Linked DNA regions of Mus musculus: all the other regions are linked to region 5. A link is a contact called in public ChIA-PET, HiChIP or PLAC-seq and promoter capture Hi-C data. All regions are on one chromosome and are shown on one strand. The core of a region is the stretch at or near the end of the contact, and the rest is flanking DNA. Distances in the headings are between cores, read along the strand shown.

Region 1 (3,315 bases), core at 750-3,249, 340 kb before region 5:
CATCAGTCCCTGGCAAGAGCCCTCCATCCACCTCTGGCTACTCTGGATCCTTCCCATGAGAGAGCTGCATAGTATAGCCCACTTTACATGAGTGGCAGGTCAGGTCGCACCAGGGTCTCACCTCAGTCCCAGAACTCTCAGTACAGAGCTGGCCAGGGTACATCTATAAATCCTCATTTGTGATCTCAGCTTTGGAGAGTGAGGCAGGAAGATCAGGAGCTCAAGGCCAGCCTTGGTGACAAAGTACATCCCAAAGAAAAGGAAGAGGAGGAGGAGGAGGACAAAGAGGAGGATGCTCAGTGACACAGTAAGGCCCGGGAAGAGGGCAAAGGCCTGTGCATTCCCGGTGCCCACCAGGAGCAGGAGAGATGGCTGACAGCACTTGACCCTGCAGAGCACCTAAGTTGGGTTCCCAACTACCTGTAACTACAGCTCCAGGGGATCTAACACACTTCTGGCCTGCTCAGGCATGGTCACACACCTGCAGATACCCACAGATATAAATACATCTTTAAAAAGAAAGAAAGCTGGACATGGTGGTGCATGACTTTAATCCCAACACTCAGAAGCCAAATGCAGGCAAATCTCTGAGTTCAAGGCCAGGCTGGTCTACATATACATAGTGAGCCCTAGGCCAGCCAAGCCAACACCACATAGTGAGACCCTGTCTCATAAACAGAAAGGATGAAAGGAAGGGAAGAAGGGAGGGAGGGAGGGAGGGAGGGAGGAAGGAAGGAAGGAAGGAAGGAAGGAAGGAAGGAAGGAAGGAAGGAAGGAAGGATGCTAGCCTGTTATTTGAGAGACTGAGGCAGGATTGTGAATCCCAGCCCAGCCTGGACTACAGCATTCAATGCTGTCTCAAAAATAGAACATTCTGAGCATGAAGGTGGTGCCTGCATGTAGTCTCTGTGTTGGATAAGAGATTTCCTCACTGCCTTTCTCTCTCTCAGAAATCAGGCCCTCCCCTCCAGCAGCCTCTGCTGGGACAGGGTTGATAAATGGGCTCACAGCTTTCCCGGAGCTCAGTCATCTCCCTCCCACTTGCAGCTGTGAACAAGCCCAGCCTCCCTGACACTTACACTGAGGACAACCTCGAATTATAACTTGACTTTTGTCTACTGTTCTCTTGCCTTGTGACTCCTGGCCCGTGGGCTAGGCTGGGCTAAATCACGTGATGTGAGATCGCCTCCTCTTACTCGGAACCTTATGGGTCGGAAACCCCTTTCATCTTTCAGAATTAAAGGCTCTCTGTCCCTTCAAGACTCCATTGTGAGTGTGGAGAATCGGCTGCAGTTAAGAGCGATTGTGAAGGTCCTGACTTCAGTTCCCTGCATGCACATTAGGGGGGTCACAGCTGCCTTGTACCCCCAGCTCCAGGGGCTCTGACTCCCTCTTCTGACCTCTGAGGGTGTCTGCGCCCACATGCGCACATAATTAAAAACAAAATAAGCTTTAAAAATACAATAGCGCGCTGTTGATAACGCAGCGCCCCAACTCTAACACCAGTCAGAGCTGCCCAAGGTCGTGGGGTCTTTCCTAATAATGCTCACTGCTCACATCAGCTCCTCTCTACTGTAACCAGGGTTTCTGTGGTAAGCCACAGCAACCAACTCATCAAAGGATCAGTAATTCAAGGCTATCCTTAGCTACGCATGAGTTGGAGGCACCCTGGTGACAGGAGACCCCATCAGAAACACACACACACACACACACACACACACACACACACACACACACAAACACACACACACATCCGCACGTGGATGAGAAGCACGGCTCCTTCCTTCCTGTTTTGCTGCCCCGTCCTTATGTCTTGAGCTGTAAATCTCCCACCCCCCACCCCCACTACAACCACCACTTATTGTGCCTGCATGTTCTTAAAGTCTCCACCAGAAGTCCCTATTTCTGTCAGGTGGCGCTGTTTCAAACTGTGGAGGAAAGAGAGGTCTAGCTGGCCACCCTGGGTGTGGGTGGGGCTTCAGGGTGATGGGCAGGCAGGCTCTACTTCCTGCCCTAGATCCCTACTTCCTGATATGACCTGCTGCTTCACGTGGCACCTGCTGTGGTGGTGAGGCCATCCCACTGCCAGGGTGGGCTGCATCTCTCGAACCCCGATCCAGAATTTAGCTTTCCCAGTTTGCTTCTTTTGGGTGTTTGGTGACAGTTCCGAGTCTATACTAAGGCACTGTGATGTCTCCAAAGGGAAACCATCTTCCTTTTGGGACCTTCTCTTTTGGCAATATCTACCCTTTCACTTTTATCTTGTTATTTTGGCTTTTAGATACAAGCTCTTTCTCTGTGGCCCTGGCTCTCCTGAAACTTGCCCTGTAGCCAAGGCTGGCCTCAAATTCTCAGAGATTCACCTGCCTCTGCATCACAAGCGTTGGGATTAAAGGTGTGCACTACCATGCCTGGTGCTCTCTCTCTCTCTCCCTCTCTCTCTCTCTCTCCAAGGTCTCACTCTATAGGCCAGCTTGTCCTGGTCACATTATGTAGCTCAGGCTAGCCTTGAACTCTTCCATCCTATCTACCTCTTACCTGAGCACCTAGATCATAGGCACCACACCCAACAAGAACACTTTTTTTTTTTTAGTGTTCTTTACGTAGTTTTACATTATACTTAGGAACTATAATGAATTTTATTCTTAACCGATTCTCTATTGTTGGCCGTTTATGTAACTTCCAAGCTGTTAAAATTAACCAGCATGCCAATTTATGGGAAGTCTATCTGGCAAGTAAGTAAAATCATCCTGCAAGTTGTCTCACATTGTTCCCCCACGAGGAAGCACGCTGGACTGGAGAACTCAGACGTTCCTGATTGGTCCTAAGGCCAGACGTCAGCATCTGAGGGACTGTCTGTAAGTGTGCTGGGCCGAAAAAACAAAAACAAAAACAAACAAACAAACAAAAAACCCCCAGCCAGGCGTGGGGGCGCACACCTTTAATCCCAGCACTTGGGAGGCAGAGGCAGGCAGATTTCTGAGTTCGAGGCCAGCCTGGTCTACAGAGTGAGTTCCAGGACAGCCAGGGCTACACAGAGAAACCCTGTGAAACTCAGAAATCTGCTTGCCACTGCCTCCCGAGTGCCGGGATTAAAGGCATGCGGCACCAAGCCCAGTTGCTGAGGTGGAACACTGTCAGCGCCCTCTTTGGGTGCCATCTTGCTGAGTCTTACCGAATCCTGAAAACCAGATCCAGGCTTTGTGCACTACAAGTAGCTGCTCCACCAACAGAGCTACAGTCCCGTCATGGCTCCCAGTAGCCTACGATTCTATAATGCAAGGACCCCCTCCTGCTCCCTGCTCCAGCCCTCAC
Region 2 (3,481 bases), core at 35-2,534, 380 kb before region 5:
GCTGACAACGTGAGATACCAGAACATTAGCCACTACCACCCCACCTGCCCGAAAATGGGACAGAAAGACCAGATCCGGGCTTGTGCGCTTCCTCCATCCCTGCAGCAACGAGGTGCTCAGGGTCTATCCAAAAAGATACTGGGATTCTAACCTCTCCCAGCTACCGGCCTGGCACCAGCATGGGATGGAATCAATTCCCTGCTTATCCAGCCCAGACCCCGGGGGGTGACAGCCAGAATTAATTAATGTTTGTAAAGTGCTCTAGAGAACCTGGGACCAGGGACCCAGGGGCGCCAGAGTAGCTACACAGGAAATTGACAAGGAGGGGGTGGCGGTGAGAGGGGGGCCAGCTGGCCAAGACCTGGACTGCCTGGACAGGGAGGGTAAAGAAAACACTCTGAAGAGGAGATGGGGCACAAGGAGAGTGAAAAGATGCTACCTCTCCAAATAAATAAATTAAATGATTAATTAAATAATTAAATAAACCGATTCAAGATGGGGCTATAGAGGTGAGTGCCAGGCTTCAGGCTGAGCCAACCCTAGCACCCCACCCCGAATCCCAAACAAGAACACCCAGGCCCTCTCCAACTCAGGCCCCAGCCACCTGCATAACCCGAGGACCACTTGCAGAGGAAGTCCGAACCCCTCAGCCATGAGTTAAGAAAAAGAGTGTGCCAGAAGTGGCGGGCTTCGTGGGCGCTGACGCCTTCTAGAACTCCCCAGGGCACCCGACTACTACCTGAGCAAACAACGCACTTCCTTTCTCTAAGAGAGGGGTGCCAGCGTCCCTTCGCTTCTGGAGACTGGGCTGTCCAAGCAAGCCTCTATCAAGGGCTCAGGGGACTGAACATTGGCAAACAAGCAGCTGGTACCGTGGTCCCGATGCCCCTCTCTTTGCCCTAGGCTCACTCACCCCAAAGTGCTGATGAAGCCATTGACAGAGCCCTCGGCGTACAGGGACACAATGTCCCCGATGTGAAGAAAGCTGGACATTTCATTCATGGCTTCGGCCCTCCGGGGCTCGAGGCGACGAGGTCGCCCTGAAGCGAGCTGCCAGGCTCGGTGCAGAGGACTGAGGCGCGCTGGGCGGAGAGGGGCGCAGTGCCACCTCGCAGCCCGGCGACCCGGACGATCGGGACGGCAGGAGTAGGCTGACTGCCACCAGAGAGCGAGGAGGCGCGGCGCGACCCGGGTCCGGGTGAGGAGGTGCCTGCGTCTCTGCGCGCTCGCAGCCCTCCAGCCCGGCCGGGCCCGCGCGTACCTGCAGCCTGGAAGGAGCAGGAAGTCTGGGGCCGCCACACACATGCAAATCCCGCCTGGGAGGCGGGGAGGCCACACCCCACCCCGCCCCCGCCGCGGCTCCCACGTGCACCCGCGCCCCAGGCTCGGCCTCTTCTACACCGCGCGCGTGCACGCCTGCACCCCCTAAAGCGCCCAGCTTGCCACCGGACGACCCCCAGGCTCTAGGGCGTTCTCTAGACGGCTTGTCCACCAGCACCGCGCTGCACTTCGGGGCTCTCCACCCTCGGAGATCCCCAGCTCGCCTAGCCTGCGGCCCACGCGTGGCTGAGCACACCGGGAACTTGGCCACGGTCACCCTGCGGCAACCGCGCCCAGCTGAGAACCGTCTTGCGCCTGGATGCGCGCTCAAGCCCTTAGCGTTGCAAATCAGGATTCATTTCTCTCAACATGAAAAGTCTTTTCATTGCACAATAGAAAGTGCTTTGACTTGGAGGGGAAATGAAGCAATGGGGTGGGTTTGGGTTTTTTTTTGTTTTTTGTTTTTTAATTGTCCTTGTTGGGGTTTCTCTCTCTCACTCTCTTTCTCCCCACATTCCTGTGTACAAAGAGATCCAACTTCCGAATCAGTTCAGCCGCTCCCTCTCCAGGAGGAATTGGCTCCAGTTTCTCTTGGCTCCTTCTGTCTTTGCTTTAAAATAAATAAATAATACTGGGAGGGGGAGAGCATTACCTCCTCTAGTTAATAGTGCACCCCAGCGCCCACTGAAACAAGTTCTCGTAGCGGGCCCTTGCTCACAAAGTTCAGCCCTCAAACTCATCGCCAAGTTGACTACTTTCTGTTCTGCGCCACGGAGGCTGGGCGTTTGCTTCCTCCTAGAGCTTTGGTTTGAACTCCTGAGATAAGAATGCGCCACCACCACCCCCTTTGGTCACGTTTGCTCCCTCCCACCCAGCCCCCCTTATTTCCTGAGGGGCGGGGATGGGGGCGTTTGTCCCTGGGAGAAAAGGAGGAGGGGACTGGAGACAGAAGCAGGAAGAGACCCAGGAGGGGTGGAGACAGCCGCCAGCCGTGAGACAGCTGCTGACCTGCACCGAGAGTTCTTGAGTGCAGGGGATTTTTACCAAGACCCTTAGAACTGGTGGTAGTGGTTAGCCAAGCCTTTAATGGGGAAGTAGAGGCAGGAGGACTGGGAGTTAAAGGTCGCATAGTAAGTTCGAGGTTTACCTAGGGCACGTGAGAGTCTGCCTCAAATAAATGTAAGAATGGGCTGGAGAGATGGCTGAGTGGTTAAGAGCATTGCCTACACTTCCAGAGGATCCAAGTTCAATTCCCACCACCCACATGGCAACTCACAACTGTCTGTAACTCCAGTTCCAGGAGGTCTGATGGTCTCACACAGATATACATGCAGGTAAAACATCAATGCACATAAAATAAAAATTAATTAATTAATTTAAAAAATCAAAACAGGGGCTGGTGAGATGGCTCAGTGGGTAAGAGCACCCGACTGCTCTTCCAAAGGTCCGGAGTTCAAATCCCAGCAACCACATGGTGGCTCACAACCATCTGTAACAAGATCTGACGCCCTCTTCTGGAGTGTCTGAAGACAGCTACAGTGTACTTACATATAATAAATAAATAAATCTTTTAAAAAAAGGGCCTGAAGAGGTGGCTCAGCAGTTAAGAGCACTGGCTTCTCTTCCAGAGAGCAGGGATTTGATTCCCAGCACCCACGTGGCAGCTCACAAGCATCTGTAATTCCTCTGCAGGCACTGGGGACATTCCTGGTGCCAGATATACAAGCAAGCAAAGCACCCACACACATAAAATAAATAAACCAAAGTCCTTAAAGACCCCCAAGAACATGGATCAAGTGAACTCCTACCAACTGAGTGACATCCCCAACCCTAAAAAAAATGTATAGTCCTCCTTTGCTCTCAATAGCTGTGATAAAACACCATTATCAAGAAGCGATCTGGGAGCCGGGCGTGGTGGTGCACGCCTTTAATCCCAGCACTTGGGAGGCGGAGGCAGAGGCAGGAGGATTTCTGAGTTCAAGGCCAGCCTGGTCTACAAAGTGAGTTCCAGGACAGCCAGGGCTATACAGAGAAGCCTTCTCTCGAAAAAAAAAAAAAAAAGAGTCGATTTTGGGAGGAGAGGATTTATTTGGCTCGAAGGTTCCAGTTGATCATAGGACTGCCTAGGCAGGAGCCGGGCAGCAGGAGCTGAAGCAAAGAC
Region 3 (3,330 bases), core at 99-2,598, 350 kb before region 5:
CTCTCCACGGACCTGCTCTGTTCCCTGGGATAGCTAACAGAGGGGTTTCCCTACCACCTCTGGGGGACATAGGATGTGGGGAGCTAGGCACCTTCCAGACAGGGAACTGCTGCTAAGACCAGTGGGAGAGAAAGCCAGGCAGGAAAGTAGGGGTACAGGCTGGAGCAGAGCCTACTTCAGCGTACTTCTGTCCAGACTCTAGTGCACCCTTCCTAGCCTCTAGGATATTTTCTTTGGTTGTTCTTTGTTTTTTCAAGACAAGATACCCCTCGGTGTGGCCCTAGCTGTAGACCAGGCTGGCCTCAAATGCAGAGATCTGCCTGCCTCTGCCTCCTGAGTGCTGGGATGAAAGATGTGTGCCACCAATGTGTTTTGTTGTGCTGGGGACTAAACCCAGGCCTGGACCGTGCTAGGCAGGCGGTACTCCACTCTGAAGCCACACCTCAGTTCCCAGCCACTCCTCACACAGCCCTGTTTGCTGACCCTCCCTCCCTTGGGACCCTTAACTGTCCCTCATGGCTTTCACTATTCAGGACCCCTTACCCCAGCCCATTACAGCTGTGGGCTTCTAGTCATGGCCCTCATGCCTGCATCCTCCTTCTGTTCTAGCTAGATCAGGCTACCCCACCAGCCCTAGCACCAGCAGCACCAGCCCCTCACCTGTCTGAGGCCCCGGAGACCTCCCCTACTGGCTCCTCCTCCTCTCCTTTCTTCTCAGGTAGCTGCTCCAGAACCTCCCAGGTTCCTCTGAGAGGAACTGATGTTACCTCAACACCCTGGGCCCTTAGCTTCGGGACATCCTTGGAGGTGAGGGTCTGGGACCCTGAGTCCCCAGTGCCCAGCTCAAAGGCATCATGCCTCGGGTTGGAGGGAGCTGCAGAGAGAACCCTGGGCGGGGGCTCCCTCTTCCCATTAGAGGAAGCTGCAGAGTGGACCTTGGCCCGGGGCTCCTTCCTCCCACGACCTCCCTGGTGGCCCATCATTGGGGAGACAACATCTTGCTCCCATGAGGAGCTGGGCTGGCTCCTGGTCAGGGGCTTGTTAGTGCTCTTAGAACCGCCCTTACTCCCCACCAGGTTTCGGAGAAAGCGCAGCATGGAGGAGCAGCCTAAGATCCGTGACCGAGGGGTCCGCGCCGGGGCTGCCATCCTGAGTGGGACCCCGACTCAGGGAGAAGCCATGGCAGCCAGCCCAGGACCAACTGCTAGCAGAAACCTCCAGTTGGAAACTTCCAGAAGTTCTAGAAGGCAAAGAGGAGGTGGGGGTGGGGGGAGGCTATAACTGGAGGCTGGTGGGGGGGGGTCTACTGGAAGGAAAGCGGGTAGAGGGGTAGAGGGAGCTAGCCAGGGTCCAGCTCAGCAGGTCTCAGAGGAAGGCTGGAGATTGAGGGATGGTGAGACATAACACAACAGCACCCACAGGCTGTGGAAGCCTGGCTGAAGGCAGATAGGGCGGCCGGGGGGGGGGGGGAGGAGGGTGCACACGCTGAGAACAGGACATCATATGCTCCTGTCTATCCATAAACTCCTGTTTACTCTGGGTTTGAGATCAGTCCCTGCAGCTGCCAGGCTGCAGGGATCTAGGACAGCACAAATTCTGAGCTGCCCCTCCTCCTCCTCTTCTTCCTCCCCTTCCCCCTCCTCCTCCTCTCTTTTAGGGTGTTAGTAGCACAGGCTGGCCTCTATTTCATGATCCTCCTGCTTCAGCCTCTTGAACGCTGGGACTGCAGGTCAGCTCATCCTGGTTTTTGTTGTTGTCTGTGGTTTGCTTTTCACTAGAGGGAGAAGATGGAAGAGGAGGCCCGGGAATCAGAGACAGGAAAGGCAGAAAACAGAACGCTTTTCCCCTTGGCTGGGACAGGGCAGGCAGGGGAGGCTGTAGCTGCTTCCAAGCCCGGCCGAGGACCTTCCCCTAAGCAGCAGCCTCCCTGAGCGCCTGCATCCGGCGGCCACCGAGAACTTCCTCTAGAGGGAGCTGGTCATTGCCGGGAGCTGGGACCTCCTCTATGGTCACAAAGTCGCGAGGTTTCCTGGGCCAAGAGGCAACCCGAGGCGGCATCCAGCACCATGAATCCACTGATACCAGTTCCTGCCAGTCAGGCCTGAAACCTTGGCCCCTGGAAGCAGCCAGCAAGCCCTTCGGGGTCTTCGTCTTTGCACGGCTGAGCCATCCCACATCTGGAGCAGAGTCATTCAGGTACACGGGCAGCCAGTGCCAAATCCCACCGTCCTAATCCTGGGCAATTCTGGCCCAGGGTGGGGCAGAAACCTCCATCGGCAACCCGGTGAGGAGGGAGGCCTTGATGTGGCTTCCCTGGGAGGTTCTGAAAGGGAAGCTGCAGGCATGGTTCACACAGGGCCTCTGGCTATACATCAGAAGCGCCCCTTCCTGCCCGGTTCTGGTGGCCCTGGACTTTTATGTGGAAGGAGGGGAGGGTCAAGGTCATGAACAGAGACAGAAATTATACGGTTGATACTCCCTGCTGTACCAGGACACGGACAGTCCTCCCCCAGAATGATTCTAGGTACAGCCTAGTGGTCGGTTGTGAGGAACATGCATCCTGGGCCCAGCCAGTGGACATAATGGGAAGTCAAGGCGACTTGGATGGGGGCCAGGTGGGCCAGGGCAGCACTGGCTGTGGAGGGCTTTTCTGAGACTCTTCCTGCTCTCTAACAGTAAGCCTCCAGGGTGGTGTTATTATTACTATTATTATTTTGAGAGAGAGAGATGTGGATGAAGTCAGCGTCCCCTGGCCCTGCTGGCCTGGGATTACAAGGTACCAGGAAGAGCACCCTATCCCGGAAGGAGCCGTTGGGTAGACTATGCCCAGCAGAGGGTTGTCTTGATGAGGCCTGGCTCTCAGGGATGGCAAGAGGAGGGTCTGTCTGCTCACCCTGTCTCCATCAATGAAGAGGGAGGTGAAGGGGAGCCGGCCCTCCCCCACCCCTTTTCAAAGAGTGCTTCCTGCAGTGATGGAGGTGGCCCACATAGGGGTGGGAACTCTTGAAAGGGTGCAAACTGAAAGTGAAAGGTCTTGCCTCAGGAACTAACCGAACTCTGAGACAGGTCAAAGAGGAAAACGGGCTTGGGTGTGGCTATAACACCAGCCAGCCAATGGCTGAGTCAGGAGGATCAGGGATACAAGACTTTCCTCAGGCTGCCTAGAGGGAACCTGTCTGAAATGAACAAATAGACAGGTAGGTAGGTAGATAAATAAACCAATAACCAAAGAAGACAGCACCAAAGAGTATGGTGTGATTTGGCACACTGTGTGCTGTAGCAGTGAGGTACACTGGGGAGACTGTGAGAGACCCCAGCTCACTTCCAAGC
Region 4 (3,184 bases), core at 161-2,660, 460 kb before region 5:
TGTGTTAGCCATGAAGCTGGGTGGCTTTCCTGAGGTTCATTTACTCCCTACTTCCAGGCATTGAGGGCCCCGGGTGGGCTGGAAGCCACAAGGGCCCACCCAGGTATGGCTTTAAAGAGCACTCGCCTGGCCACAGCCAACTTGGGAGTCAGGGGTGGCGAGACCCCTTGCCCTGTCTTGGGCTGTAGGGGGAGTAACTTGATGGCAGCAAATGGTTCTCCCTTCCACCTGAGGTACAAGTGTGGTAAGAGGTTGAGAAAGGTGCCAGGGTGCCAGGGAAAGTTCGTGCCCACTGCCTCCTTCTGTGGTCTCCCTTCCTCTACCGGCTACACTGCAAGGGCTGGCCAGACAGACAGTCCCGTGAGCTGCCCCACCCCCACCCCAGGAATTGCTCCCTAGGTTGTGAATGTTGAGAGACATTAGGGTCTGACAGACCTAGTTTGGAATGTGGCTTTGTTCATTCATTCATTCATTGAGCACTAATTTACAGAGTGAGTTCCAGGACACCTGGGGCTGCACAGAGAAACCTTCTTTCTCAAAAGAAAAATCACACACACACACACACACACACACACACACATATGATACCCATGTGATATATATATTATGTTAAATTTTGCCATAATAAAAACACTCATTCTTAGAGCTAGAGAAATTAGTTATTAAGAGCATTTATTGCTCTTACAGAGAATCAGGTTCGGTCCCCAGAACTGACACATGTACATGGTGCAGGTAAACACTCATACATATTAGAATAAAGAAAACACACTATAAAAAAATTGTTTTAAAGATTTCCAGGCTGCAACAATGTTTTTGGTTCTTCATAAGAAACCGCTCCATGTGGTGAGCAATGTGACCGGGAGGCTGGAGATGTAGCTAAAGAACTCTATCAGAGGTCCATGTGGTAGAGATAAGTACAGGGTGATGAGTGTGAGTGGGGCAGCTGTGTGTGTGTGTGTGTGTGTGTGTGTGTGTGTGTGTGTGTGTGTGTGTGTGTGTACACGACGGACGGTGTGTGTGTGTGTGTGTGTGTATGTGTACACGACGGACGTTAAGATCAAACACATATCCATCCAATAACAACCTGTATTTACATGCAAATGTTTCGTTTATGCAAAACAGCAGAGGTCTCGGGGGAAGCTTTTTCAGTCTCGAGCTTGTGAAGTCATTGAAAACGAAGAGCAAAGCTTTCCCCAGGGTACACCGCGTTAGCTTTGCCCCTGGGAGCTGGGCGAGTACCAGAACCAAGAAGCTGAAGAGCTCAGACCTCGCTCTCAAAGGTGAGCAGCGCCGCTGCCTGGAGGGGTGTGGGCCGTTGGTAGAACTGCGCATGTCCACGGGGAAGGCCAGTGCGCCTTAGTGCGCACGCGCCCTCTGCGGTCTTGACTACTCCCCCCCAGGGGCGGGGCAAGCGGGGCCCAAGATGGCCGCTCTCCGCTACCGGCGTTTCCTTAAGCTCTGTGAGGAATGGCCAGTGGACGAGACCAAACGGGGCCGGGACTTGGGCGCTTACCTGCGGCAGCGGGTAGCGCAGGCCTTCCGGGAGGGAGAGAACACCCAGGTGACCGGAGGGGAGGAGGGTGGGCACGTCGAAGCGATGGGCGGCAAGGGTGGGGGATCTGCGCATGCGTCGGCCGCTGCCAGGCTGCACGTGCGCGAGGTACCCATCTTGCAGTTAGCTGCGGAGTGCGACGCCTTCTGCGCAGTTTCCTTCCTTGTCTGCACAGTGTAGTAGTCAGTGAAGCGGCCCTGAGGTCCAGATGCCACTAAAGAGTCAAATTGTAAGGCGGGGTTGTTTCTTCCTTACCATCGTTAATGTGTCTGCGAGCCCAGCCTATCCCCAGACACCTCCAGCTAAGCCTCACTGCCTTCCGTCACTGTGAAACTGAGTCTCCCACACAGGTCCCTTGTGTGAGTAGTAGACCTTCTCGCCCCACTCAGGTTTAGGTTACCTTACCAAGCACGGCCATGTGCATGCATAGAACTAGGTTAGTTTCCAGGGAAATCGCAGTGAATTAGATGAGGTCTTTCTCCTTTTGCCTTTGGATTCTTATTCAGGACACGAGGAACAAATAGACTCATAAGACAGTTCCAATGAGTACTCTGATCGTGGTAAATGTAACATTAGTCGGGTTCCTGAGGCTTGCCTGAGGAAGTTACACATAGGTCGGTCTCGAGGCAGGGAGACAGTGAACACTGACTGCACTTCGGGAAGGGTGGCCAGGCACTTCAGAGGAAACCAAACTGACATATTACAGAAAAGAAAGCAAGCCTACGGGTAGTGAGTGGCATGTCTACAGCTAAGATTTGAAGCTGAAGGAAGGCAGGAGCCAGGCACAATACAGATTTTTTTTTTTTTTTTTTTACCAACAGATATGTCTCTGTACCCTGTTAATGCAGTGCCCACTGGGGCCAGAGGAGGGCATTGGATCCCCTGGAACTGAAGTTAGAAGTGGTTGTGAGCCACCATGTGGGTACTAGGAATCAAACCTAGGTTCTTTTTAACTGCCCAGCCACCTGCACTAGGGGTCAGATCTTACCAGGAAGCAAGGGAGAAGCCACCGGGGACATTTAGTCAGGGGACTGACGTGCCCTGATTTTCAAAGGTTCCTCTGGTGCTCTGGCATTGGGGAACAAGGAGCTGCAGAGAGCCTGCCGTGGTAGCACCGGAAGAGAGAGATGCCGGTGGTGGTTTGGATAATGGTAGTGGCACAGGAGACAGAAGTAACAGAAAGCAGACCATAATGTGCGGGTCACATCAGCAGCGCGGGTGTCCTGGATGTGGGGTGAAGGAGAGGAACCAAGGACAGCTCCCAGATTTCCCCTTTTCTTTTTTTGGCTTGAGCAGCTGGTTGCTGAAACGGGAAAGACTTAGATGGAGCAGGTGGGGTGTGGGAAGTGCATCGCACATTTGACGTTGGAGGCTTTAAACTCCCAAGTGGAATGTCAAGTAGGCAGGAGGTTATTTGAGCACAGGGCTTAGGTAAGAGGTCAGAGGTGAGGAGTGTGATGCCCAGCACAGGTAGGTGGCCAGATGGATGACCCGTGAGATGGACCACGACCTGCCAAAGCAGGAACCAGCTAAACCAGCCTGCCTCAGGAGTGAGACGCTCCATCAGTGGCCACCTCATGCCTGCACTGCTGATTGTCACATGGATGGCAGGTCAGGCCCAGGGTCCCCACG
Region 5 (3,296 bases), core at 93-2,592:
CAGTGTATTCCAGACAGTAATAGAAGCCAATATCACAAAACAGTAAAACTTCAGCTGGGCGTGGTGGCGCACACCTTTAATCCCAGCACTTGGGAGGCAGAGGCAGGTGGATTTCTGAGTTTGAGCTAGCCTGGTCTACACAGTGAGTTCCAGGATGGCCAGGGCTACACAGAGAAACCTTATCTTGACCCCCCCCCCAAACAAACAAACAAACCCCCCAAAGCCCCCCCAAAACAAAGAAACCCACAGTAAAACTTTCTCTAATCAAAATGGCCCACTCAGTAAACATTGTCTACTCTACAAAGTGTTGTGGAGCTAAACACTATGTACCCACCATTCAGTGTCTAACCATTAAAGCAAGAGACGTTTCTGACACACTACTACTTAAGATCAAGTGTCACCTCCACATGATCTTGAGTGAGAGGGAAAAAATTACTTAATTCAAAAGAGGAACTAGAAAGAGGGTGCCCTAGGCTCCTCTGAAAAGGTTTGTTTTTACACTGCAATACAGAAGTTTATCTCCAAACAGAGAAAACGGTATTCTGCAAACCTTAGATGGGGGAATGAAAATCTTGGCCAACCACTGTAAATACTGTTTACAAGTAAGGGCAGGAGCGCCCTGGAAGGTATGACGCAGAGGTTTCTACACAATGCCTTCAGCTCTGGGTGATTTAACCTCGTTTAGATCAGGCTCACCCTGGCTTGGGTTGGGCCCACTAGCTGCAAAGGCTGAACTTAACGCTCTGCATCAAGCTTGTCTGAGTCCGAAACTGCGACAGCAAGGGGGCGAGAGGGAGATTTCTGTTCTCAGATCCCTTTCTTTGAGGTTTAGGCAAAAAGCCTCCCGTGCATCAAAGACAGAACCAAAGCAGCGACAGTGGCTTGGGAGGCGCCCTAATTTCTCTTCAGTCGAAGTGCACACTTTTAGTCCATCAAGACAAAAAGCACTCCCTAAAATTCACTTCCGGGAGGGGCCGCCAAAGGTGACCTCACCCTCCAGCCGGGGACGTTGACAGGCTCTGAGGAGCGCATGCGGTCCTCCCCTCTGTGGTCCACCCCGCCTCATCCTCCCGCCGTAGTCCTCCACGTACGATCCTTCTCTCCGTGATCCTCCCACCGGGGTCCTCCGCTCCCACCACCTTGGACCTGGCGCACTTACCCCCGGTTAGGACCCTTGGGGATAAACCAGGGCACGAGGAGGCCCACGAAGCCCCAGAACACGCTCATCACGATCAAAGGCACAGTAAGGCCGTGGTATGCCATGCCTGCGCCCCAGCAGCCGAATCGGTCCGGAGCCTCGCTCTCGTCCCACCCGGAAGTGTCAACAGAGGCTCACGTGATCGGCGCGCTAAAGCCCCGCCCTTTGCGCGCGGCGTGACTCGACCGTCGGACTCCGCCCCTTAGACTAGAGCCCCGCCCTTACCTGGCTAGTCTCAAGGCTGTGGTTCCATGGGGCTTGACTGAGATGAACCTCCAGCCACCGGGGAGGGGACCAGCAGAGTTTTCTGGAAAGAACTTAGGCCCATTTTGGTGATGTGTCATTTACAGTTTTATCTATATTTTACGCGCAGACATAAATAAGTAAAACCTACAATAGTGGACTACTGTTCTAGAGTCTTGTATGCTAGGCTCCTGCTTTGCATTCTTCCATAGCCCATGAACTACTCACAATCGCCATCTCTGCTGCAAGTGAAGAATCACAGTCGCATTGTAAGTAACTTCACGGTTGTAAGGCTCTTAATCGTTGGTGCTGCTGTGTGTCTTGTACAGAGTGCCAGGGTCTGAGTTACAGAAGTAAATCTGACAGCCATCTGAGAGAGGTCACATCTCCAGAGAAGATGGACAGCTGAGGATGACCAGGCCCTACTTTGCATTCCCGCCAGTTGTCACAACAGTTTCAATAAGAATAGGAATTATCGGGGCTGGTGAGATGGCTCAGCAGGTAAGAGCACCCGACTGCTCTTCCAAAGGTCCTTAGTTCAAATCCCAGCAACCACATGGTGGCTCACAACCATCTGTAACAAGATCTGATTCCCTCTTCTGGTGTGTCTGAAGACAGCTACAGTGTACTTACATATAATAAATAAATAAATCTTAAAAAAAAAAAGAATAGGAATTATCACCGGGCATCGTGGAACACGCCTTTAATCCCAGCACTCAGGAGGCAGAGGCAGGCAGATTTCTGAGTTCGAAGCCAGCCTGCTCTACAGAGTGAGTACCAGGACAGCCAGGGCTACACAGGGAAACCCTGTCTCGAAACAAACAAACAAACAAACAAGAATAGGAATTAGCCAGAAATATCATTGTGGCTCGCCAGAATTGTAGGCTCATTGCACCATGAACTTCCTGAGACACAGAGGAGGGGAGCAATTCTTGGAGGTTTTTTTTTCCCTTGGGGCCAGGGACTTGCTATGAGGAACACAACAGCTCCCAAATGCTGGGATTGCCAGTGAAGCACCATGCTGAGCTGAGGTTGGTTTTGCAGAAGCTTGCAGACAGAGCAAGATGAAAAGGGAGATCTGGCAGCTGAATCCAGTGTGCTGGCTGTGGATCCATTTCCCCGTAGTAGCCACCTCTCCTGATTTCTTCATCAAGTAGAATGGATTCCTGAATTAATTGGACCCTTCAGCAGCTGTACCATCTTTGCAAATGATTTTCAGACTTTAACTGAGCCAGCTGTAGTGGCCGCATACTTTTAATCCCAGAATTTAGAAGGTGAAGGCTGGCAGAACCATGCAGTTAGGAACAGGCCAAACTAGACTCAGAACTCAATTTGAAGTGGAGGTCCATCTATTGGTCATGTCTTGATAGTCACTCAGCTCACCATTAGTAATCTGAAATAATTTGTTTCTTTAAAATAGTCATGTAATTTATGTCAGGTGATGGTGGTACACACCTTTAAAAGCAACACTCAGAAGGCAGAGGCAGGTGAATCTCTGTGGATTCAAGGCTAGCCTGGTTTACAGAGAGATTTTTAGTCAACCAGGACTATACAGAGAAACCTTGTCTCCAAAACCAACCAACCAAACTAACTAACAAACAAAATTCATGGAATTTGGATGCCTATGTAGCAACTCACAAAGCACATTTATATTGGAATATGTTGGTACAAACCAATTCCTAGGAGAGAGTATAATTTGAATTTACTGGTAAGAGGTACAAATAATCAGAATATAGTTATTATGTGACTTTTCCTGGGTATACAGGAACAAATGTCCATTCACCCCCAGATAAGGCATGGATGGCAAACCAAATCTTTCATTCTACACAAGTCTACCTTACTGAACCAGTGAATA
Region 6 (3,320 bases), core at 492-2,991, 310 kb after region 5:
CATCAGAACTAACCGAACCCATTTGATGCAAGAAAGGAGGCAAAACAGAAATGAGCCCGTCCATGACCAGCCAGCCCCGATGCCAACCTCAACCCCATAATTAAACAAGTAAATCAACACTTGAGCTGGACCAGATCAGTAAACCACCCCAATATCAGTTGCCTGGTGACAAGTGAGAGATTGGTGTTTTGGGCTTTTTAAGACTCATTACATAGCATCGCTGTAGCAATGGATGAGTGATACAGATGCTTGGTGGGTCCACTCCTTGGAACCTGCCATGAGAAGCACAGATCAGACAAGATACCAAGTCAAGCCTCTTCACTGGGCCACACTACTGGCAAAATGTGGTACAGCCACCCTTAATCCATCAGGGAAGCTGGCTCACTAGAGATGGCTGTCCTCACAGTGTGGCTCTAAGCCATGACAGGGACAAGGATCACCCTCACAGGGTTGCACGGAAAGGCCTTGGTGTTCTGGTGCCTGGAAGGGAGAAGAGTCACCCCAGTGTGTGAGACACATTTCCCGTGGGAACCTGTCTGAAGTGTCCTGAAGAAAGGTCTGTGAGGGGCTTGCTGTGTATACACGGGCTTCTAGAACATTCTACAAGATGCTTCTGTGTTCCTATTAAGCGAATGTCCTACGCAGTTCACCCATGTCATCCAAGAGCCAGGCCCCGAGCTGTCTGCAGGAGTGTCCACAATCTCCTCTAGGAAAGGCTGGGTACCTCATTCAGGACTCGCGAATCTTGAGTTCAAAATCATATAAAAGGCACCAACCTATTAAAAGGTGTTCAGCAATTTTAATTACCAGAGAAGCATGCATTGAACCCACAGTGAGATCCTGTTGTGTAAAGATCAGGGCCCTGAGGATGTGGTAACTACCACCACACTCAGCATTGCAGAGAGAGAAAACTGGCATGCCTGCTCTGGTTTACGCCACTAAGCATGTGTTTACCACTAACCCCAGTAACACTATCCCCTGCTATCTACCAGCGAAGGGAAAAACCATGTTTACCTAAGCAGCCGAAAATGTTATTGATAAATGAATGGGATTAATTAGAGGTATCACGTCTATACAAATGGAATACAATTCAACCATGAAAAGGAACGGACTTAGGAACAACACAGATGTCTCTCCTAGGTCTTGTGACCACCATCTGCCAGAGAAGCCGGTCCCATCTAGCTATCCAGCCCATTCATTAAAGTTCCAAGCGAGAAGCAGTGTGTGGGAAGGACTGCTAAGCTGGAGGGCAGGTGGGCGGGCGCCAGCAGATCCAGGCAGGAGCAAACTTTACTGGAAATGGTTTGCATCTTGATTGTGGTGTGGTTTAACGGGTTACGGGTTTATGGGTGGTTTTATCCAAACTGTGAATTTTATTGTATGCAGATTCTATCTCAGTCAAACCAACAACAGGCAGAAGACTCAGCTCCTTCAGCCAGGCCTCTGGGTCCCGCTCTGCTGCCTCTGTCTCCTTATCAGATGTGAACCAGCCCAGCTTCTCCCTTTTCAGGCTCCCTGCCAGGCTCCCAAGACAGTGAGTAATTAGGGCTCAGGAGTCTTGAATATGGAGCCAAAATCAACAGCTGGATCAGACCAGATGCCAAGCTGCCTCCAGCTAGGCGCTGTGCTCAGCCTCCTGCCCCCCACCTCTCCAGAGCTCCACCTCCCCACAGTCCAGTCAGAGCCATCAAGTCAGGGCTACGTCCCCTTGGTCTCCAGTCTCAGCTGCAGAAAGTCCCTGGAGTCTCTGTCACATAAGCAGCAGAGTGCCCCTGTCCACACTGAAGGACTTTGTTATCCTTACATTACAGGCCTGGAGCATGATCTCCTTCCATCTGTCTCCCCGCTCCTGAACCCCTACCTTGAGCAGATTCTCCAAGGTTCTCTCTGTTCTCTCTCTCTCTCTCTCTCTTTCTCTCTCTCTCTCCCTCTCTCCCTCTCTCTCTCTCTCTCTCTTTCTCTCTCTCTCTCTCTCTCTCTCTCTTTTTTTGAGGAGAGCTAGTAGCCTGGAGCCCCAGTCTAAGCTGTAGTGTTCTAGTCTCATGGAACCATTGGTCCTCGGGGCCCTGAGGAGGCAGAAACATTGTGGAGACTTCCAGCCACAGAGGGAAAGGTGGCACACGCTGTCTCCTGGACTGTGGGGTCTGGAAGTGAGCCTGTAGTATGTGGATCTGTGATTTAAAAAAAGAAGAAGGCGGCTTTCGGTTGAGGAGTGAAGGTGTTCCCAACCTACAAAGGTTACTCTCATGTGGTCTCCTGCCCCTCACCAGCAAGCCAGTGTGCTTCTGAAGCAGCTCTCTAGGAGGCCCTGTGGGACACACAGTATGGCAGTGCAGATAGCTGGGGCTGTGTGTCCTGGAGCAGCTTGCTCAGCGTCTCTGGTCTCTGAAAATGCACACCCTAATGGGACCCAGGATGGTGACACTGTGTGGGAGCATCTCCATGCTTTGTACTCCTCTGAGGCTTAGTCAAGGGCTTTCTCCTCCAGATGGTCATCAACCCAACCCCAGCCACAGAGGCACGCCTCCCAGCTGTGCTGCTGTATGTGGACAGGTGTCACTCTGAGCTGACATTCACTGTCTCCCTTAAGCATCAAATAAAACTCCCAACACTCCTGAAGGCACTGCTCTTGGGCAAAGTCACCAGCCAGCCCTTCTGGCTTCTGTGTTCCTGTCACACAGGAGGTCTCGTGCTGGGAAGAAGAAGCAACCTCAAACAGGGTTCACAGGGCTTGGAGGTCCTGGCGCTTCATCTCTGGCTTCTGTGTGTCATCTTACCTCTGGCTTGGCAGAGCCTGTTGGATTCTGGGAAGGCAGAGCAAGCTTGACCCTACACATCCACCCTGACCCTCATGCCCCTGTCCCAGGCCATGCTGACAGTATAGAGAAGCATGGGGTCTCTGAGAAAAGTTCTCCTCAGGGAGCCCATGGACCTGCAGTTAGCTGCAGCCAGTTGACATAAGTTGACTTCCTTTGGCCCAGCCAAGCACCTCATACGAGCTCTTACTATATTCTTTGCCAGAGGAGGGCAAAAAAAAAAAAAAAAAGAAGAAGAAGAAGAAGGGGGAGGGGAGTTTGAGCCCAAGCCTGGACAGGCTCTTTGCACTCTGTGCTCCTTGGCAAGCAGTCACGTACCCCTGGGAAACAGACCATATAGATCGCACTGCAGACCCCAGGCAAAGCTGGCCTAGAGGGGGAAGAGCCTCCCTTACTGAGTGGATGGCCAGCTTTCGAACTGTCCCCTAAGCCCACAAACATCATCTATTCCTCCACAGACACAGGAACAGAGGTTCAGGCTGAGAGCCCTCCCTACAAATCCCA
Region 7 (3,321 bases), core at 351-2,850, 400 kb before region 5:
ACCCACTGAGTCCAGGTGTCTGTGCCTGAAGGAGTGCGCTCTGAGCTTCCTGAACGTCCCCTAATGCAAGGCTGCCGAGCCCTCCCCCACCGGTGCCCCCTCCCTCACGGGAGGAAAAGGGGAATGGGCTAAGGAAGGGAGGTACCACGTGGATCAACACCCGTAGCACAGAGTGGGCACCAGGGGGCTGAGCTGGTAGACGGCACCTCTAGCACCAGCAGCCTGGGCATCCCTTGCCAAGACTGGAAAGAATTCCCTGGACAAGCTGAGGCTTGGGGTGATGCAAGCGGTGGCTGGAGCTGAAAGAACACACGAGGAGCCAAAGCAGACGGGGCTTTACCGGTCCCACTGAAGAACCTAGAAGTCAGCAGGGACCTGGGTGGGAGCTCAAAGGGCACAGTGAACAATGAGCTGTGGGCAACAAGAGTCCTCTGCGGTGACAGGTCTCACCCCAAGACGGGAGGGCAGAACACCCGGGGCTCCCTGAACAGTCTGATAACCACCTGACAACTTCTAAATGTCTGCCTCGACACCCCCCCACACACACACACACATCCCACAGCGGTGCTAAAACCACAAATGGCAGGCCTCAGGCAAGTGAGGTGTTTCAGTCTCAGGTTGGAGCCCTGAGTCTGGTCCTGAGTTCTAATGCCGAGACTTGCACCTGCCCTCTGGGAGCTGCGGAGAACAGACCCTGTCCAAGACCAGAATCCTTCGGGCTCAGCAGGACCAAGTGGAGCCTGGGTCCCTGCCATGCTCGGCTGTACAGGCCAAGCCAGGGACGCCAGGAGGATCTCAGGAGTCCCTGTTCCCAAGCCCTGGGAAGTGACAGAGATGGAGGTGTGGGAAAGAAACCAGGCAAGGGGGTGTTTGTTCTTCTAAGTGGCCTTCTTGTTGTCAAAAGCTGGCCCCAGATTGTCTGCTGGAAGCCAAGGGCGTATCTTCCCCTACCGCACCCACTTCTCTGTCACCTTCCTGTCACTCCATAGGCCGATGACGGTACACACCTCTGTGCACAGTCCTTCCCTGTGCTGGCAGCAGCCAGGGGCCCCAGGGGACCTTCATTTTTTTCTGCTCTCTCCCACATTCCTCTCTCTTTTCTTCTTCCTCCCTCCCTCCCTTCCTTTCCCCACTTGCCCAAAGAGCTAGGAGACTGAAATTGCCAATAAAACCAGAAACACAAAAAGCCAGACTAAAATCCTGTCCCTGCAGAGCCAATGTTCTAGTAAGGGACACAAATGACAAACCAGAACACCAGAGGCTGGGTAGCTCAGCGGGCGACAGAGCTTAACTTACAAGCCTGGCTGGAGTTCAATCCCCAGACCAGAAGAGAAAGATTCCCTGAAAGTCATCCCCAGACCTCCACACGTGCCCTGTGACCTGCAGTGACGCCCATACACGGTAAAAAAATGTCAGCACCGGGATGCATCAGAAGTTCAGAACCATCTCGGCTTCGCAGTTAAATCTGAACTCACCCAGCTAAAAGCCTGAGAGAAATGGGCTTTGAGAGAGAAGGAGAAGTGAGTTACACAGAACACAGAGCATGCTGGGCTCAACTGATGCAGAAAACTAAACAGAAGAGGAACAGAAGTCAGAGAAAGCCACACCAGAGCCAGGGACCTTGAGCCAGGAGGAAGCTGAGCATAGTGAGAGGTGGGGGCAAGCAGGGCAGAGGGGACAGACAGCAAGTGAGGGGGTGAGGGCTGGCTCGTCACTAAGTGGAGGAGGCTGGTGTAGCCGGAGGGAGAGTGGACAATGTAGAACCAGGTATGACTGTAGTCGGGGCAGAGGAAGGCTGGTGGGGGTAGGGGGGAGGGCTCAAGGCTCACTCCCACACAGCTGCTGAGGCACACTTCAACCCAGGACATCGACTTAGACAAAGCCCTGACACAGCAGTGCAGTGATAGACACATGCGTGGGGGAAGAACTGCCTCGGGGCCCTCTGCAGGCCAGGGTCTCCAGGAGCAAGCAGCCAAAGGATGGAGTCCACCCCTGGCCAGAAGAGCAACTGCTCTGCAGACCCGGTGGCGTCACACTGGCGTGTTCCTGCCTGCTCGCACCACGCCCAGGCACCAGCTGTCTGGCGCATGGCAGCCTCAGCCCTTTAGGTAATCCACTGCTTGGCCCAAGAACAACCAGGTGATCCCTGTGTCCAACCCTGCCACTGCCAGGGCTGTGTTGCCTTCTACCATGGAGGATAGGAGGCCCCTTGAGGGACAACACTTGACCAGGCCACAGAATGAAGCCATGCTTGGGCCCTGGGGTTTTACCCAGGAGGAGACACACACACACACACACACACACACACACACACACACACACACACACCGCCAGAGGCAGGTGGATATTCAGAGTTGGCGAACACCTTTAATCCCAGCACTCGGGAGGCAGAGGCAGGCGGATTTCTGAGTTCGAGGCCAGCCTGGTCTACAAAGTGAGCTCCAGGACAGCCAGGGCTAAAAGTCCAGTCCCTTCACCTCACACATGGGGAAACTGAGGCACAGGAAAGAGTTCTCCTTTGAGCCTCTGAGGCCTAAGCAATTGTCTTTCCCAGCTTCTTTATTCCCTTTGAGAGAGAGAGAGAGAGAGAGAGAGAGACAGACAGACAGACAGACAGACAGACAAAGAAAACCCTGTAGACTTGTAAGGGTGAGTGGCAGGGAATTCGGGAAAGATTGGGCCCCTGGCCAGAAGTGGGTGTGCCAGGAAAGGGGGTGTGGTCTTGGATGGAAAAGCAGAAATGTACCACACTGAGTCAATGCAGTTGGGGTCGACACGGATCACAGAGGATGGTCTCAGGCAGACTGGTGTCAACAGACCTGGTACTAGGACCCTGTGGCCCGGGAGGGATGCTCACAGCTGGAGTGGAGGTCTTACCTCGGAACTTCTTGGGGGGGTTGTCCAGGTCCCCAGCTGCAGGTTCCACCACACAACGGTCATCCACCAGCCTAGGAGATAGAGCAGCCGGGTTAGAGGGAGGGAAGAAACTCATGTCCCTTGGAGCAGGGAACAGCAAATGGGATGAAAAACGACAGACAGACAGACAGACAGACAGACAGACAGACAGACAGGACAATAAAGTTCATACTTCCCAGTCTCAGCTAGGACCCAAGCTAGGGTCTGAAATTCCTTCTTCTAGCCATGGCTGGGAACTGAATCCTGCATCCCTGGAGGGTATCCATCCATGTCCCCTTCCCCACCTTCTGCCCATACACCCACCCAGGCAGGCATCGATCAATCAATCCGTCACCTATACTTGCACCTACCCATCCGTGCATCCATCCCTGCAACCACACATCCATTCATCCATGCACCCACCCA

Evidence for each region. Promoter capture Hi-C pulls out the DNA fragments that hold promoters and counts their contacts. ChIA-PET counts read pairs in DNA pulled down with a chosen protein or histone mark. HiChIP or PLAC-seq counts read pairs in DNA pulled down with a chosen protein or histone mark. Capture Hi-C pulls out chosen DNA fragments and counts their contacts.
Region 1: a contact with region 5 is called in an RNA polymerase II ChIA-PET map of memory CD8 T cells, with 10 read pairs. The contact joins the enhancer-like site here to the promoter of Atp6v0e in region 5. A contact is called at or near these places in 3 of 39 promoter capture datasets (the 3T3-L1 cell line, the C10 cell line and liver), 3 of 484 Hi-C or Micro-C datasets (the N1E-115 cell line, erythroblasts and regulatory T cells), 8 of 115 datasets of contacts at active chromatin or transcription factors (the 230-238 cell line, the SCID.adh cell line, T-cell acute lymphoblastic leukemia and 4 more) and 1 of 9 other capture datasets (macrophages).
Region 2: a contact with region 5 is called in an H3K4me3 HiChIP or PLAC-seq map of pro-B cells, with 5 times the contacts expected there. The contact joins the promoter of Itpr3 here to the promoter of Atp6v0e in region 5. A contact is called at or near these places in 1 of 484 Hi-C or Micro-C datasets (B cells) and 4 of 115 datasets of contacts at active chromatin or transcription factors (embryonic stem cells, large pre-B cells, pancreatic cancer cells and 1 more).
Region 3: a promoter capture Hi-C map of pre-B cells shows a contact between it and region 5, with 4 times the contacts expected there. The contact joins the promoter of Ggnbp1 here to the promoter of Atp6v0e in region 5. A contact is called at or near these places in 6 of 39 promoter capture datasets (the SN4741 cell line, hematopoietic stem and progenitor cells, hippocampal neurons and 3 more), 2 of 484 Hi-C or Micro-C datasets (the N1E-115 cell line and regulatory T cells), 6 of 115 datasets of contacts at active chromatin or transcription factors (the 230-238 cell line, T-cell acute lymphoblastic leukemia, embryonic stem cells and 2 more) and 1 of 9 other capture datasets (macrophages).
Region 4: a contact with region 5 is called in a promoter capture Hi-C map of pancreatic islet. The contact joins the promoter of Uqcc2 here to the promoter of Atp6v0e in region 5. A contact is called at or near these places in 6 of 39 promoter capture datasets (the 3T3-L1 cell line, the C10 cell line, the SN4741 cell line and 3 more), 2 of 484 Hi-C or Micro-C datasets (the N1E-115 cell line and double positive thymocytes), 3 of 115 datasets of contacts at active chromatin or transcription factors (large pre-B cells, pancreatic cancer cells and pro-B cells) and 1 of 9 other capture datasets (pancreatic islet).
Region 6: a FOXA1 HiChIP or PLAC-seq map of pancreatic cancer cells shows a contact between it and region 5. The contact joins the enhancer-like site here to the promoter of Atp6v0e in region 5. A contact is called at or near these places in 3 of 115 datasets of contacts at active chromatin or transcription factors (bone marrow-derived macrophages, double positive thymocytes and pancreatic cancer cells).
Region 7: an H3K4me3 HiChIP or PLAC-seq map of bone marrow-derived macrophages shows a contact between it and region 5, with 3 times the contacts expected there. The contact joins the enhancer-like site here to the promoter of Atp6v0e in region 5. A contact is called at or near these places in 1 of 39 promoter capture datasets (pre-B cells), 2 of 484 Hi-C or Micro-C datasets (B cells and myocytes) and 2 of 115 datasets of contacts at active chromatin or transcription factors (bone marrow-derived macrophages and pancreatic cancer cells).

What each region holds. Positions count from the first base shown.
Region 1 is chr17:27,010,800-27,014,114 of GRCm38.p6, reverse strand. No RefSeq gene overlaps it. Among named protein-coding and RNA genes, the nearest start is that of Bak1, 16 kb to the left of the region's middle. Within about 2 kb of position 1,999, at least 126 of the 459 cell types and tissues checked have an H3K27ac peak or open chromatin away from gene starts, as enhancers often do. A contact at or near this core is called in the 230-238 cell line, the SCID.adh cell line, T-cell acute lymphoblastic leukemia and 5 more, where this site is marked.
Region 2 is chr17:27,055,107-27,058,587 of GRCm38.p6, reverse strand. Itpr3 (inositol 1,4,5-triphosphate receptor 3) reads right to left here and starts at 1,284. Exons shown (of 58, transcript NM_080553.3): 1 at 914-1,284. The coding sequence starts at 1,002.
Region 3 is chr17:27,027,277-27,030,606 of GRCm38.p6, reverse strand. Ggnbp1 (gametogenetin binding protein 1) reads right to left here and starts at 1,348. Exons shown (of 6, transcript NM_027544.2): 1 at 661-1,348. The coding sequence starts at 1,148. It overlaps Bak1 (BCL2-antagonist/killer 1), which reads left to right and starts at 1,980. Exons shown (of 6, transcript NM_007523.3): 1 at 1,980-2,196.
Region 4 is chr17:27,132,117-27,135,300 of GRCm38.p6, reverse strand. It overlaps Uqcc2 (ubiquinol-cytochrome c reductase complex assembly factor 2), which reads left to right and starts at 1,410. Exons shown (of 4, transcript NM_026063.2): 1 at 1,410-1,561. The coding sequence starts at 1,424.
Region 5 is chr17:26,674,442-26,677,737 of GRCm38.p6, reverse strand. It overlaps Atp6v0e (ATPase, H+ transporting, lysosomal V0 subunit E), which reads right to left and starts at 1,342. Exons shown (of 4, transcript NM_025272.2): 1 at 1,160-1,342. The coding sequence starts at 1,263.
Region 6 is chr17:26,366,707-26,370,026 of GRCm38.p6, reverse strand. No RefSeq gene overlaps it. Among named protein-coding and RNA genes, the nearest start is that of Neurl1b, 46 kb to the left of the region's middle. Within about 2 kb of position 1,741, at least 68 of the 459 cell types and tissues checked have an H3K27ac peak or open chromatin away from gene starts, as enhancers often do. A contact at or near this core is called in pancreatic cancer cells, where this site is marked.
Region 7 is chr17:27,072,725-27,076,045 of GRCm38.p6, reverse strand. Itpr3 (inositol 1,4,5-triphosphate receptor 3) reads right to left here. Exons shown (of 58, transcript NM_080553.3): 2 at 2,878-2,948. Among named protein-coding and RNA genes, the nearest start is that of Mir7677, 17 kb to the left of the region's middle. Within about 2 kb of position 1,600, at least 76 of the 459 cell types and tissues checked have an H3K27ac peak or open chromatin away from gene starts, as enhancers often do. A contact at or near this core is called in B cells and bone marrow-derived macrophages, where this site is marked.